Linked DNA regions of Zea mays: region 2 is linked to region 1. Evidence: chromatin contacts called from public Hi-C data. All regions are on one chromosome and are shown on one strand. Each heading gives the region's core, a stretch centred on a gene start, on an enhancer-like site or on the middle of the called end of the contact. The rest is flanking DNA. Distances are from core to core; before and after follow the strand shown.

Region 1 (6,396 bases), core at 1,699-4,198:
CCAATTTTTTTAGGCCAGCACATACTAGTACTGCTAAGGGAGTACTACTAATCAAAGAAAGATATCATACTAATCTATCTTTATGCTTTGAGCTATGTAATTGTCAAAGAAAATAATAACCCAAGCACAATCAGGCATTAGTCTACTCCATACGTGAGTACGTGACAGTCCAACATTAAAATGTAAAAGCAGCACACAGTATTGAGAGCAGAGTACATGTACCCGTCCATCCATGAGCAAAGGCTGAGCAAACAAATATGAAAAGCGGCAGGCAGCTGAGAGATTCATGTGAGCCAAAACACGAAAGGAGGCAGGGGCGTATAGGTGCAGATAGACCTGAAGCGAATGGACAGGTGTGTATATCACAAAAGGAGGCAGGTGCGTATCGTATGTACTTGTGGATGGCGACGGCGATTTGAAGCACGAGGACAACTGCAGTGCGGGTGGCTGACGGTAGCGGGTCACAGGTGTGGATGACCGGCAGTGAAATGGACTTGAGGAGGTGTACTTCAATAGAGGAGCGCCCAAGCGGCGAATCAGGGCTGCTGCCTTTGCTGCCTGCCACCAAGAGCTCCAGTTCTGCCCTCCACCTTCTCGTTTTCCCTCCTCCTCTCTCCTTGAAGTTGCGTGAGCTCCAAGCGGTCGATTTCCTGTTCAAAAGAGCACATATGTGGTCAGTCCTTCAGTTTTCCCTTGGCATGGTCGATTCCTGCCCAGTTTTCTTACTTGCGGTCAATTCGGTGCATACTGATTGACTCCTGTCCCCATGCAGATTCATGTCTGGCGTCCGCTGCAGTTCTATAGGCGTCTTCCTGACGCCATTTCATGCCTAGGCAACACCTAATCATATAGGGCGGATGCATCCCGAGGTTGTGGCGATCCTGACGCCCAGCACCTGCATCATAAATCATGATCTCATGCCTTCAGAGTGAATTTTATTGCCACTGATAAGGCTGGAAAATTTCATATAAAAATAAGGCCTATGCATCATTGTTATTTGATCAATTGGTTTCTTGGTCGCTTAAAACAATGCTGGTCTGCTGTTCACACTTTTGCATCACAAGGAGTTATGTGCTATGTTGTGGAAAGCGAAAGCTTTACCCTCTTTTTTTTACATACTTGCAGGTTTCTACGAGACTCGAGTTGCTTACTATTCATGGCGGGGAGCACCAGGGTACACTTTTGCATCCATACCAGATTATTAGCCTTTCAGTTTGCGCTGCTGATGCAGTAAGGATAATGAACAAGCAAACAACTTCAAACTTTCCTTGGGAACCAATTTTAGTGATAAAAGAGTTAAGCATGCATATGTAGTGGCTCAAATGATTGTTGTGTTTATAGGATGTTATTGCTTCGTCGGTCAGTAAAAGAATAATTCCTTGTGATATTGTGTAAGAGCAAAGGTTGATTTTGCAATTTCTTGGTATTTCCTTGTCAAATATAACAGAAATTAGTGCCACCAGTATGTGTTTGTGTGATGGTATCTGTTGATGAAGATAGACTATGTACTCCATTTGGGGCTTTGGAGTATGTATATAATGTGGCTGCACCAGAACCAAGTCCAAGCCCTTTTTTAAGGGGGGTGGTGTGCATACTTCTGTCATGCTTAGATTGTTGTGTGCAATACTGGATTGAAGAGAAGGGCCAGTAACGGATCACGTAGTCTAGAATTCAAATGCAATATGTGCTCAGAATGTATTCGTTATGTATGGATTCGTCAGGCATGAAGTCCTCCGGGTAGGCCAGTAACTCGATTAGAACTTAAAATTTGATATTTTAGTAGAGTGTATAATAGAGCACAATAAAAAAAATTTATGTGTTGGGACGAAGGTGAACACGCCCTCCTCGAACGAACATCCCACACCAGCATGTTAAAGACCGAAGGTCGAGCCGCACAAGCAAAGTGCCCAAGGTCGACGCCCACGCGAAGGCTCCAGCACTATTTTTGTCGTGGCGAACCGGAGTGAAGACCATTAAAGACTTCGGAGCTCGGACATCAAGACTTCGAAGACGACCATATGTTGTGATCTTCCTCATTGTAAAAGGGGATCCGTGTATAGTCCGGCCCATACTGCAGGGTCCTGCCTTTAGGCCACCGTGCCGACAGGGTTAGTAAAGGGTTGGCCCACGTCTGTAATTAAATACATTGTAATGACCCGTCATAATCCCTCAAAGAGAATATTCCGAGGATAAACTAGGTAACTGAGGGTCTAATTGTCTTTGACAAGGCCGGACAGTCTCTCGGTTACTTATAAATACCCCTGCACTGTATCATTGCGAGGGACGGAGAAAAAACACGGTTGCGAAAGTAAACCACATATACTAGCATGAAACCAGTTGTCACTCTCCCATCGTTTGAGCTTTTGAGCTTGCCAGACTGAGTTTGCGAGTTCCAACACAATGATATTTGGTAGTTTGACTACACGATGAACGCATGGTAAGGCTATCTCTGTGCTAACGGCCCGTGCAGATAGTCTAAACTTGATTGCACAACAAATTTGACCCCGTAGTTAGACCCTATTTGACACAGCTTCTGGTTGTTGGAAAAAAAAACAGTCTATATGAGAAGCTGATGAAAAGCATAAGATTCTGCTTATTGTCTTTGTTTTTTTAAACAAGGTTTTAGTGCAGCGTCCCAAACTTTTTCAAAAAGAAAAAATTTGTTTAAATATTCTCCTCAAACAGAGCATGTTTCCAACTTGCTTGTATACATGCATGCACCGAGGGAGGGACTAAACAAGGTGATGAAGAAATTTGGAGGGCGCACACACACACGTACACCTTCCTCGTTCCCAATAATAATGCAAGGTGGGAGAAGAGTGCTATACTATTACTATACATAGGCGTTGCTAATAATTCTAGCACAAGCGGCGGTGGCGGTGGGCATATGCATGCATGGCCCCCGTTATCTGACTGGCCGGCCGCTCCGATTATTCGGTCCGTGCGCGCTTCTCCTCCCGCTAGCGTACGTCCTCCCCCACCCCGGACCGCCTCAACGACGGCCGGCCGTGCGGAAGGGAGAGGCGTGGCCATTGCATTGCCCCTCGTCAATAATGGCGCGGCAGATGCACGCGCGCACGCACGTCGCCGTTGCTCCCAGCGTTCAGAGGTTGTGATCCCGTCTCTCCATTTGCTTCGCCTTTTTTGTCCCCCTCCCCTGATTCTTTCGTTCGCTGCATCGATCGGCTTGTTTGTTGGTGGTGTTTACAAAATTACATTTGATTCTGCTGCATGGAGGGGGTAGATAGAGACAATGGCTATTTTTTTTTCCAGATCCTCTAAAAATGACTCAGACTCTGGTTTCTCTTTAAGAACAGCTCATCTATAAGCTATATTTTTTTTTAATAAATCATCAGACAAAACTGCTCATCTTGACATAAGATAAAGGAAGTGACAGGAGAAGCCACTAAAAACATTTTTTTTTGCTCCGGCTCCTCAAGAGCCAGAGCGGCCGGGAGTCCTCCCAAACATACCCCTAATTAGAGACAAAAACATCATATGCGCCGCATGTGCACGTAACCATAATAATCAGACGAAGATCTGTGGACGTTAAGAGCAAGCACACGTTCGCAGATCGGCAGCAACAGGTCTAACAACCACTCTGTTTCGTACTCGTTTCTACAGAGGACTACTAGTGTTCATGTCATTATATAAAAAAAAGGATGGAGGTAGTATTTCCTAATTGATTTGGCAAACCTATAATTCATCTGTTAACATATCGATTCTTTCCAGCTCATTGCTGGCTGTCAGATTGATGATTCTCGAATATCTCCTTTTTTTTACCCTAAATCTTTCCATAAAAAAATTTGCAGATACACCTGCAGATTAAACACGGTATCCACTCATTGCACAATATCCCCCCTCTACCGACAGCACAAGACAACCTGCTTAACCATATCAGCAAGATCTTTCTTCGTTATGCATATAATGAACAAGAACCTTCCCTGAAGTTCAGAGCGGCCTAATTATCTCTCCAGGAACATTTGGTGTGATTTAGAACAGTTCCTGCAAACTGCAATGCACAATGCCAGCCTACCGACGTCCGACGACGAGCACATACACTCCATAAACTAGCACACCCGGCCCCCAATCACGAGCCTATAATGAACACTATATATAGCAGAACAATCTGCATGTTCTTCCGTCCGTCCAACGCCACTGCCTCTCCTCCTCTGTAGGTCTGCTTTTTTTTTCTTTCTTGGATTCAACCTGGTAAGTCTCCAATCCATTGTGCAGCTTATCCAGATTTCTTGGTACATACATCGCCCTCACTTGTGTCTGCTTATTGTGATTGCAGGTCGTTAGGTTTTCATTTGTAACTCCACACCGTGTTAGGGCGATCTGGAGGTGAATCGCTGAAAAAGTAGCAGAAACAGCAGCCGCACACAGGTGTCCGCCATGGGTTCCTGTACCTCCAAGTCCGCGCTTGATCACAGGAGGCCGGCGAGGTACTACACCAGGGGGCGGCGAGTCCACAGCCGCCGGTCCATCATGCCGGAGGCGCCCCAGTCGCAGCAGCTGGGCGATGCCAGCAGAGGCCGCATGACCGGCTTCTCCATGAGCGAGATCGTGCACGTGGAGACGGCCAACCGGGGCAAGTCGGAGCACTCCAAGACGTTCCACCTCACGCAGATGGAATGGCACCACAGCCAGAGGGACTCTAAAGGTAAGAGAGAGAGAGAGAGAGAGAGAGAGAGAGAGAGAGAGAGAGAGAGAGAGTTTAATTTAAGCTGATGAGCGAGAAGGCGACAGATCAACCAGAGTTCCTCATACCGTTGTAGGGTGCAGCAACGAAGACGCCTGGTTCGATTCTGTCAGCATCCTCGAAGATGATTCTGACGACGAATTCAAGAGCGTCGATGGAGGTAACAAGAGTAGTGCTAGAGCTAGAAACATCTAATGCCTAGTATGAACCAGGAATGGCCACACTGTGACTGTGCTACCCCTCCCCCTCCTGCAGACAGCGACGAAGACGAAGAGCAGGCGGAGAAGCAGCAATACGCGAGCGTGTCCAGCTTCGCCGACGCGCTCTCTCGCATCGGAGACATATGCCGCGGCGTGCCTTTACCCGACATCCTTGCGCTGAAAGGCGACGGACGTCGGAGCCAGCAGAGCATGCCGTCCTCCTTCGGCCTCAAGGCGGTCCTCATCAAGGACAAGAGCGACGCCGCAGACGACGACGACGACGACGGCGACGGCGGTGGCGGCAAGGAGACCTCCACGCCGTCCCGCCTGCGCAAGCTGCTGCAGTCCATCAGCTTCAACGAGAGGGTGCAGCAGCTGACGGGCGGCAGCCCCGCGAAGAAGAAGTCCACCGTCATTCGCCTCTCGTACAAGACGACGTCGTCGTGCGGCGGGGACGACTACGAGGACGGCGGCGGCGGCGGAGGCGGCGAATGCGGTAGATCTAAGAAGTACGTTGTTCGTCCGAAGGTAGGGCAGACAGTCCCGTGCGGAGGAGAGAGGCCGGCGACGGGATGCTGGTCGCGGATGGACCCGTCCCTCTTCAAGCTCAGGAGCGACACCTTCCTAAAGTACCGCCAAGAAAAAATATATATATTCACAAGTATATTTGTTTTTTTTTCTTCTTCTGGTAAAGCATGCATGAGCTGTACGAACCGAACCTCTGGTCTCGTTTTTGTTTTTGTTTTTCTCTCCCAGAGACAAGAAGAAATGCGCGGCTCCAAACTACGCTGCCTACTATCCGATAGGCGTTGACCTGTTTGCCTGCCCCAAGAAGGTCCATCACATCGCCCAGCACCTGGACCTTCCGCAGATCAAGACGCACCCCAAGATCCCGTCGCTCCTCATCGTGAACATCCAGGTATATTGCCCAAGAAGACCATAGCTGGCTACTTTCTTTTTATTTTTCTCATGTGACAAGCTTTTCAATCGCAGATGCCTACCTACCCCGCTGCTATGTTCCTCGGCGACAGCGACGGGGAAGGCTTGAGCCTGGTCCTGTACTTCAGGGTGTCCGAATGCTACGACAAGGAGGTTTCCGAACATTTCAAGGAGTCTATGATGGTTAGCCGTTTTTTTCAATCAATCCGCCATCTTTAATACTTGCACTTCCTGTGGTTTAAGTCTAAGGGCTAGTTTAGGAACCTCAATTTCCCATTTCCAAAGGATTTCTTTCCATGGAAAAATAGAAATCTTTTAGAAACTAATAACAGACTCTTTCCTGACGACAACAGAGGTTTTTCGAGGACGAAACCGAGAAGGTGAAAGGGTTCACGTCAGAATCCACTGTGAGCTACAGAGATCGGCTGAAGATCATGGCCGGCCTGGTCAACCCGGACGACCTCCAGCTGGGCTCTACGGAGAGAAAGCTCGTCCAGGCGTACAACGAGAAGCCAGTCCTCTCGCGGCCCCAGCACAGCTTCTACGAGGTAC
Region 2 (6,396 bases), core at 2,014-4,513, 240 kb before region 1:
AGGAGATAAGGATCTCTAGCTAGATAGGGGCGGTCAGCTGGCCTATTTATGTAATCAATGGATGAGAAATAAAATAAGCAAGAATTAGAAGGGAGAAACCCTCCTCTTGCTCGGTCGTGGCAGAGGCCCCCTGCCGACGTTCCTGCCCATCGATACCCCTCTCCAATCCCTCACCAATCTAGCGATCATAACATCTAGTGTCAGGGCCTAAGGAGGCCCACGGAGGGGCTGCGGCAGCAGCAACCATGGGCCCTCCAAGGGGGATTAGATAAGGATAGTTAGAGATAAGATTAGAAGATTAGTTGAGATTATTTAGGAGATTAGTTGAGATTATCTAGGAAGGTTATCAGTTAGTAGTTTGTTGAGAGTTTTTATGAGAGTTTTAAGAAGATAAGAATCTCTAGCTAGATAGGGGCGATCAGCTGGCCTATTTATGTAATCAATAGATGAGAAATAAAATAAGCAAGAATTAGAAGGGAGAAACCCTCCTCTTGCTCGGCCATGGGCAGAGGCCCCTGGCCGACGTTCCTGCCCATCGATACCCCTCTCCAATCCCTCACCGATCTAGCGATCATAACAGTCATATATTTGTGAACGAAGGTATTATTATAATAAAAAGAGAAACTTGTTAGTGTTTCTTGATGGTGTAACAGTGTAACAACAGAGCATAACCAAAAAGAAAGAAAGAAGATAAAGCAAAATTATATTATATGAATGGACATTTTTGCTTTTTTAAGAAACAGGAGGGCTTGCCCCTATTAGTAAATTGTGCAATGAAATTTGGTATATGACATACATTACTATATCCATGAATTATTTTTAATATTTTCTTTTGATTAGAGAACCTAAATTTCTTTTGGATGATCATCCAGTGTAATCTCGAACTTGACAATTTGCAACATGTAATTCCAAATTTTGCATATTGACATATACCGCCTGAGATTTCTAGATCAAGTGAACACTCAGATCATGAAAAATACAATGAGAAATAGGGCAGACCCAGTACCGAAGGCTCCCACATGAGTGGGATTCGGGAAAGGGATAAACCGAGGCAAGTCTTCCCTGAAATGCGAAGAGACTGTTTCGAACCCACAACCTAGTGACTCAATCAGACAACTTGCACCACTGCACCAGGTGGCCGGCGGACCTGGGCAGAGAGGGGGGCGGCCGAGCAGGGAGGGTGCGAGCCCGGCGGCACTGGGGTAGGAGGAAGAGGAGAGAGAAATCTCGCTCTGGTACCAAGTTTGAAGGTGAAACTCTAACCCTAGGATAGGGTGGGGCTATATATTAATAGCCATATGGAGTTGGGACTGGCCCATTACAGAGGGGCAAGAGAGTAATGTACCCGAACCCTAATACAGTTCTAACAATATTATTCAGGAAAAAACACTTAATAAGTATTCACACTAAAAAATAAAGATTGGATCTAGAATCTCCTAGTGTGCATAAGTTACAAACTGTTACCAGAAATAGCGCATATGCCTTGAGAATATATGGTCTAGGAGAATTACTGTTGATAGATAATATCTTCTCTGCATCCTTCAGAGCTAACTGTAATAACGAATCAAAACAAAGTTTTTTCTTATAAGGAAAGGAAGCCTCATGTGCTGCGAGTTCACTTAATTAACATTGGAATCCAACAACTGTGTAAAGGACTATACCTCTGCATGAGTTGTAGGATCAAGGCCATTCAAGGGCTGATATTCAGAGTCAGCTGCTGATCTCTCCCTCAACAGTTGACTTAACCTGTCATAATGGTAACACACCATGTTGTGAATCCAAAGCAAACATAAGTATTGAAGAGATCCGTACAGCTAAGTTATGCAAAAAAACATTGCCAGGAAACTCACCGGCAGAAAGTCAAACTTCGATTGCCAAGGATAATTGGATCTGGTCTCAAATTTTGAGCTTTAGTGTAACAGGATATTGCCTGAAACAGGATCATGATAAGTAGCATTCGCACTAAGGCCAGCAAAATATATTTGTGCACGTGAAGAACACTGAACAACTAACAGCAGATAATTAAAAGAAAACACAAAATGATAAAATTACTGTCAATATATATATATATATATATATATATATATATATATATATGTAATTAATAGGAGATGCTTCCTGCATAAGTGGGCCCAAACAGGAGCATTCCACCATTGCCGAGAGATCGTTTTAATTAGTTTGGGCTTTCCTTTAGGTGAGATTCAGGAATCACTAGGACCATAAAACCTTGTATGCTACCCACAGGTATCTAGGGCTTTCCTCTTCTAGGACCATAAATAGTTAGGGCAGTCTTTTTTTCCTGAGGGAAGGGGATGACTCCTAACGCCACACTAACTGTATGTGAAAGATCCTCGATATTCCAAATTATCTGCATACGGCAACTCTGTCAAGCATATTTTACTACTGTGAGAGACAGAACCAGGGAAAGCAATGACTCTAGTTGATGACTTGTATAGTTTTCTCCTTTCAGCAAGCTGCAATTGCTGGTACCAGGCGTTCGTTGCATATGCGGGAGAAGCTCTTCAGAAAATTAATTTGCATTGACAAAGAATGAATTGAACATCATTGTGCCACTTCAGCTTAGTTTGTTTACATTACATTGGACTCCACCCCATCTCAAGGAGTCAAAAAGCAAAAGACGAGCCGAATTTCAGGTCACCCAGGGTACACTAGACTCACAGACTCCCCGTCCAACTCCAAAGCCAATTCCCATTTCCCCCAACACTGGAAGCATATAAACAATTAAAGATAGCGATCATGAGGTATATACGAACTTCCGGCCCGGGTACACTGAGACACTGGCAACTCGACTGCACGCAAACACAAAAAAGAGTTCGGGAAAGAGCGAGAGCTCAGCGATCACCTCGTCGAAGAGGCGGTCGCGAAAGGCTCGTGTCCCGCGCTGCGCGAGGTCGAACACCTCGCGGTACATGTCCGGGGCCATCCCCATCTCCTCCTCCATGTCCACCTGCGCAGCAACCACCACCATAGCAGTTCAGCAGAAGCAGCAGCAGCGAATTCGGTCAAGCCAATACCTCTCCTGGCTCAACAAATAAATGGACGAATCGGGCTGGACCAGCACAAGCCACGCACCCAAGGGAAGTCCTCGGCGACGAGCGCGGCGGAGAAGACGCCGCCAGGCGATGTCATTAGGGGGAGGCAAGGGAGTAGGGTTGGGATTGGGACGGCTTCAATTGGGTGTTGGGCAGAACAGTGTGAAGGGATTGGGGGGGGGGGCTTTGGAGGGAGGGAATTGGAGCTGGTGGTCGGGGAGCACGCGGCGTTCGTGCGCCGGTGCCCAGTAGTTATTGCGCGGCTGCAGCCGCGCAAACGTGTCCCCACGCGGATTCGGGTCGCCTCGCCTACCCTATTCCGAGACGACGAGTCGACGACTAGTCTAGTCTAGGATGAGGTCAGGTGGATGTGATTTCACCGAACTTCGATGCATTCCCTCTTTTTCCTCTCAACGACCGGACGTTCAAAAGTTATCTATTTTCTATCTATATCTCTTCTTTATCTCTGTATTTATCTCTATTATATTAAAACATCAGATTATGCATCATTTTTAAAAAAAAGTCTCTTACATCTTTTGAAATGAGCATGTCGTTCTGCCGTCCACACATTTGCATCATCTGTTCTATCAACACACGCCATCCAACCGTGCATGCCATATACCCCGATATCGTGCCCGCCCCTAGCCACGCGTGGTGTAACTAGGGGTGGATATCGAGCTGGCTCGACTCGGCTCGACTCGACTCGAGTTGGCTCGTTAAGATAACGAGTTGGCTCGGCTCGACTCGTTATGTTAACGAGCTGAAGATCCAACTCGGCTCGACTCGTTTGCCAACTCGAGCTGGCTCGTTTAGCTCGCGAGCCAGCTCGATAATACCATGTCTAGTGTCTACGAACGGATATAAAAACATGTAGCAAAAGAAAAGAAGGAGATCTATTTAGAAAAAAAGAATAGAGTTTGCAACTTAAGATTTCACACTCAACAAAGAACAAGATTAACTATAGTAGAATACAAGATTAACTATTTTGGATCCGAGATTATTGTAATTTGACTAATTACTCCAACTCGTTTGGCTCGCGAGTCAGCTCGCGAGCTAGCTCGAGCTGGCTCGTTATCGTAACGAGTTAAAATACAAGCTCAACTCGTTACAAATTATAAACGAGTCGAGTCGAGTCGAGCCACTATTGAGTCGAGTCGAGCGAGTTAACGAGCTACGAGTTTTTCGTCCAGCCCTAGGTGTAACTGCCCTAGCTAGCGGCTCGTTCTGCGACCGCTGCTCCTTTAACAGAAAATATTTATCTTTACTATTATATAATACAGGAGTTTCGTCGATTTTTTCGTGCATCAATGTGCTCCCGCGCGAACATCCTAGGCCTCCTCGCGCTTGTTTGCGTCTACATCAAATCTTTATCTCTTCTCTACTATATTAAAGCATCAGTTTCAACGGTAGTTCTGTGTCATTTTAAAAAAAAGTCCCTTACATCTTTTGGAATGAATCTATCGTTCTGTGGTCCACACATCTGCATCCGTCCGTTCTATCGCCTCACTCCATCCAACCGCGCATGCCCTCTCCCCGATATCGTGCCCGTCCCTGCCCACGCGCGGTGTAAAAGCCCTAGCTAGTCGCCTATTCTACGACCGCTACTCCTTTAACAGAAAATATTATCTTTACTATTATATAGTACATGAGTTTTGTCGGTTTCTTCGTGCGTCAATGCGCTCCCGCACGAGCATCTCAGGCCTCCCAACGCGTGTTTGCGTCTACATCAAAATTCAAGGCATGCAACAAAAATATTAAGTGAGAGTAGAGATCGAACCAACGCCCTCTACCACAGCTACACTTGTATAATTGCATTAAAATTAAGAGAGATCGATATCATTAATATATGAACTAATAATTAGATAATTTAGAAAAATCACACATGATATATAGAAACCACCGTAGCCATGTACCGGCAATATGGATAAATTCTTGGACACATCTACAGCTTTTTCATATGGATGTGGGGTTTAAATGGTAAAAATAAGAAAAATTATGCACAATTGTTGGCTCTAAACCCACGTTCACATCCACATAGCCACTAGAACATATGTTTTTATGTTTTATACTCTACATTCAAGTATACTATGGAGATTTTATAGAAAAAACAACGAAATAATAAAAAAGGGCCAAGTTATGTCGTCGAGCCGACAAAAACCTTGTCGGGCCACAAGCCATTCATCAGGACTGGTTTATTTGGACATGTTGCTCGTACACCAGTGTTGTGCCCACGTAGTCAGATAACATTAATTCTATTTGAGTAAGGTCTACCTTAAATGTAAGATACCGTCGCACGCAATAGATAATGATTTAGATGTTTTAATTTTAGGTTAAAAATAAATAAAATAGAGTTCAATCTTAATCAATCATTTCCTTAATTTTTATAGTATCAAATTTATAGTTCATTACCACCTCTAACCACATCTCACTTTCTTTTATCAATAGAATATAGGTGTATATTAATCTTTATATACATGATACCTATATCCAATTATAGTCGTCCATTTCAGATTTGACGTGCTCTCGTACCTCCCTTTTCTGCCATATATATTTGCAAAGAAAGTCATCAACCATATGCACACTTATATGTGCGAGGAAAGGAACGGCCGGATGGGAAAAGACGTTAGATCTGAATGGATGGTTATGGTTCAATACATGCATCATGTATACCAAATGCTCATGTACAACTAACATGCTCCCCTTTCATTAATATCTCATGTTTAACGTTCACAAGTTATTTATAGGGGGGCAATTAATAGCTAATTAAATTTTAATTTTAATATATAAAACCGGAGAGCTAATATATGTTTTATCAATTTTGAAGTAGTTTTTAGCTAACTAGCTAGTCAACATAGCTTTGTAGCCATAACTAATACCTAGCTATATGTATTCAAATATGTCCTAAATTTAATAAATGACCATGTTTCTAATCTAAAGATAGCTCAATCCTAAAGTCACATTCCGAACAACTCAAAGTTCTCGCTCTAAGATGTATTACTCCCTCCGTCTCAAAATAAAAGACATAATTTAATTTAGTACAGCCTTAAAAAGTATGTCATGACTTGTAATTTCTTCTATAATATATAGTATATAGAAACAAAAGTTTAGCCATTGAAAAGTATCTAGTAGACAACTCTAAAGAAATTACTTTTATATTATAATCATTTTATATAACTAGACTAATTGTCAACCAAAGATAACAAAATTTAAATTTTGAAATACGTCTAGACCTTATATTTCAAGAAAGAGGGAGTACAACATATGGCACAATTATTGTACAAATTTGGTAGTCTCATGTTATTTAGATATGCAATTGTACATTATGTTGTAATATATGATCATA

The links. Hi-C and Micro-C count contacts between places; a contact is called where the count stands out from the background.
Region 2: a contact with region 1 is called in a Hi-C map of tassel, with 2.3 times the contacts expected there. The contact joins the promoter of LOC100278355 here to the promoter of LOC100502215 in region 1. A contact is called at or near these places in 9 of 25 Hi-C or Micro-C datasets (bundle sheath, ear, endosperm and 3 more).

Annotation. Positions count from the first base shown.
Region 1 is chr1:75,821,075-75,827,470 of Zm-B73-REFERENCE-NAM-5.0, reverse strand. It overlaps LOC100502215 (DUF1336 domain containing protein expressed), which reads left to right and starts at 2,948. Exons shown (of 9, transcript NM_001346931.1): 1 at 2,948-3,109; 2 at 4,298-4,666; 3 at 4,782-4,865; 4 at 4,961-5,534; 5 at 5,662-5,824; 6 at 5,899-6,027; 7 at 6,198-6,392. The coding sequence starts at 4,399. It overlaps LOC100194113, which reads left to right. Exons shown (of 3, transcript NM_001139166.1): 3 at 1,126-1,457. The coding sequence ends at 1,205.
Region 2 is chr1:76,057,170-76,063,565 of Zm-B73-REFERENCE-NAM-5.0, reverse strand. It overlaps LOC100278355, which reads right to left and starts at 3,263. Exons shown (of 18, transcript NM_001176187.2): 1 at 3,094-3,263; 2 at 2,864-2,968; 3 at 1,851-1,930; 4 at 1,662-1,746; 5 at 1,465-1,551. The coding sequence starts at 3,150.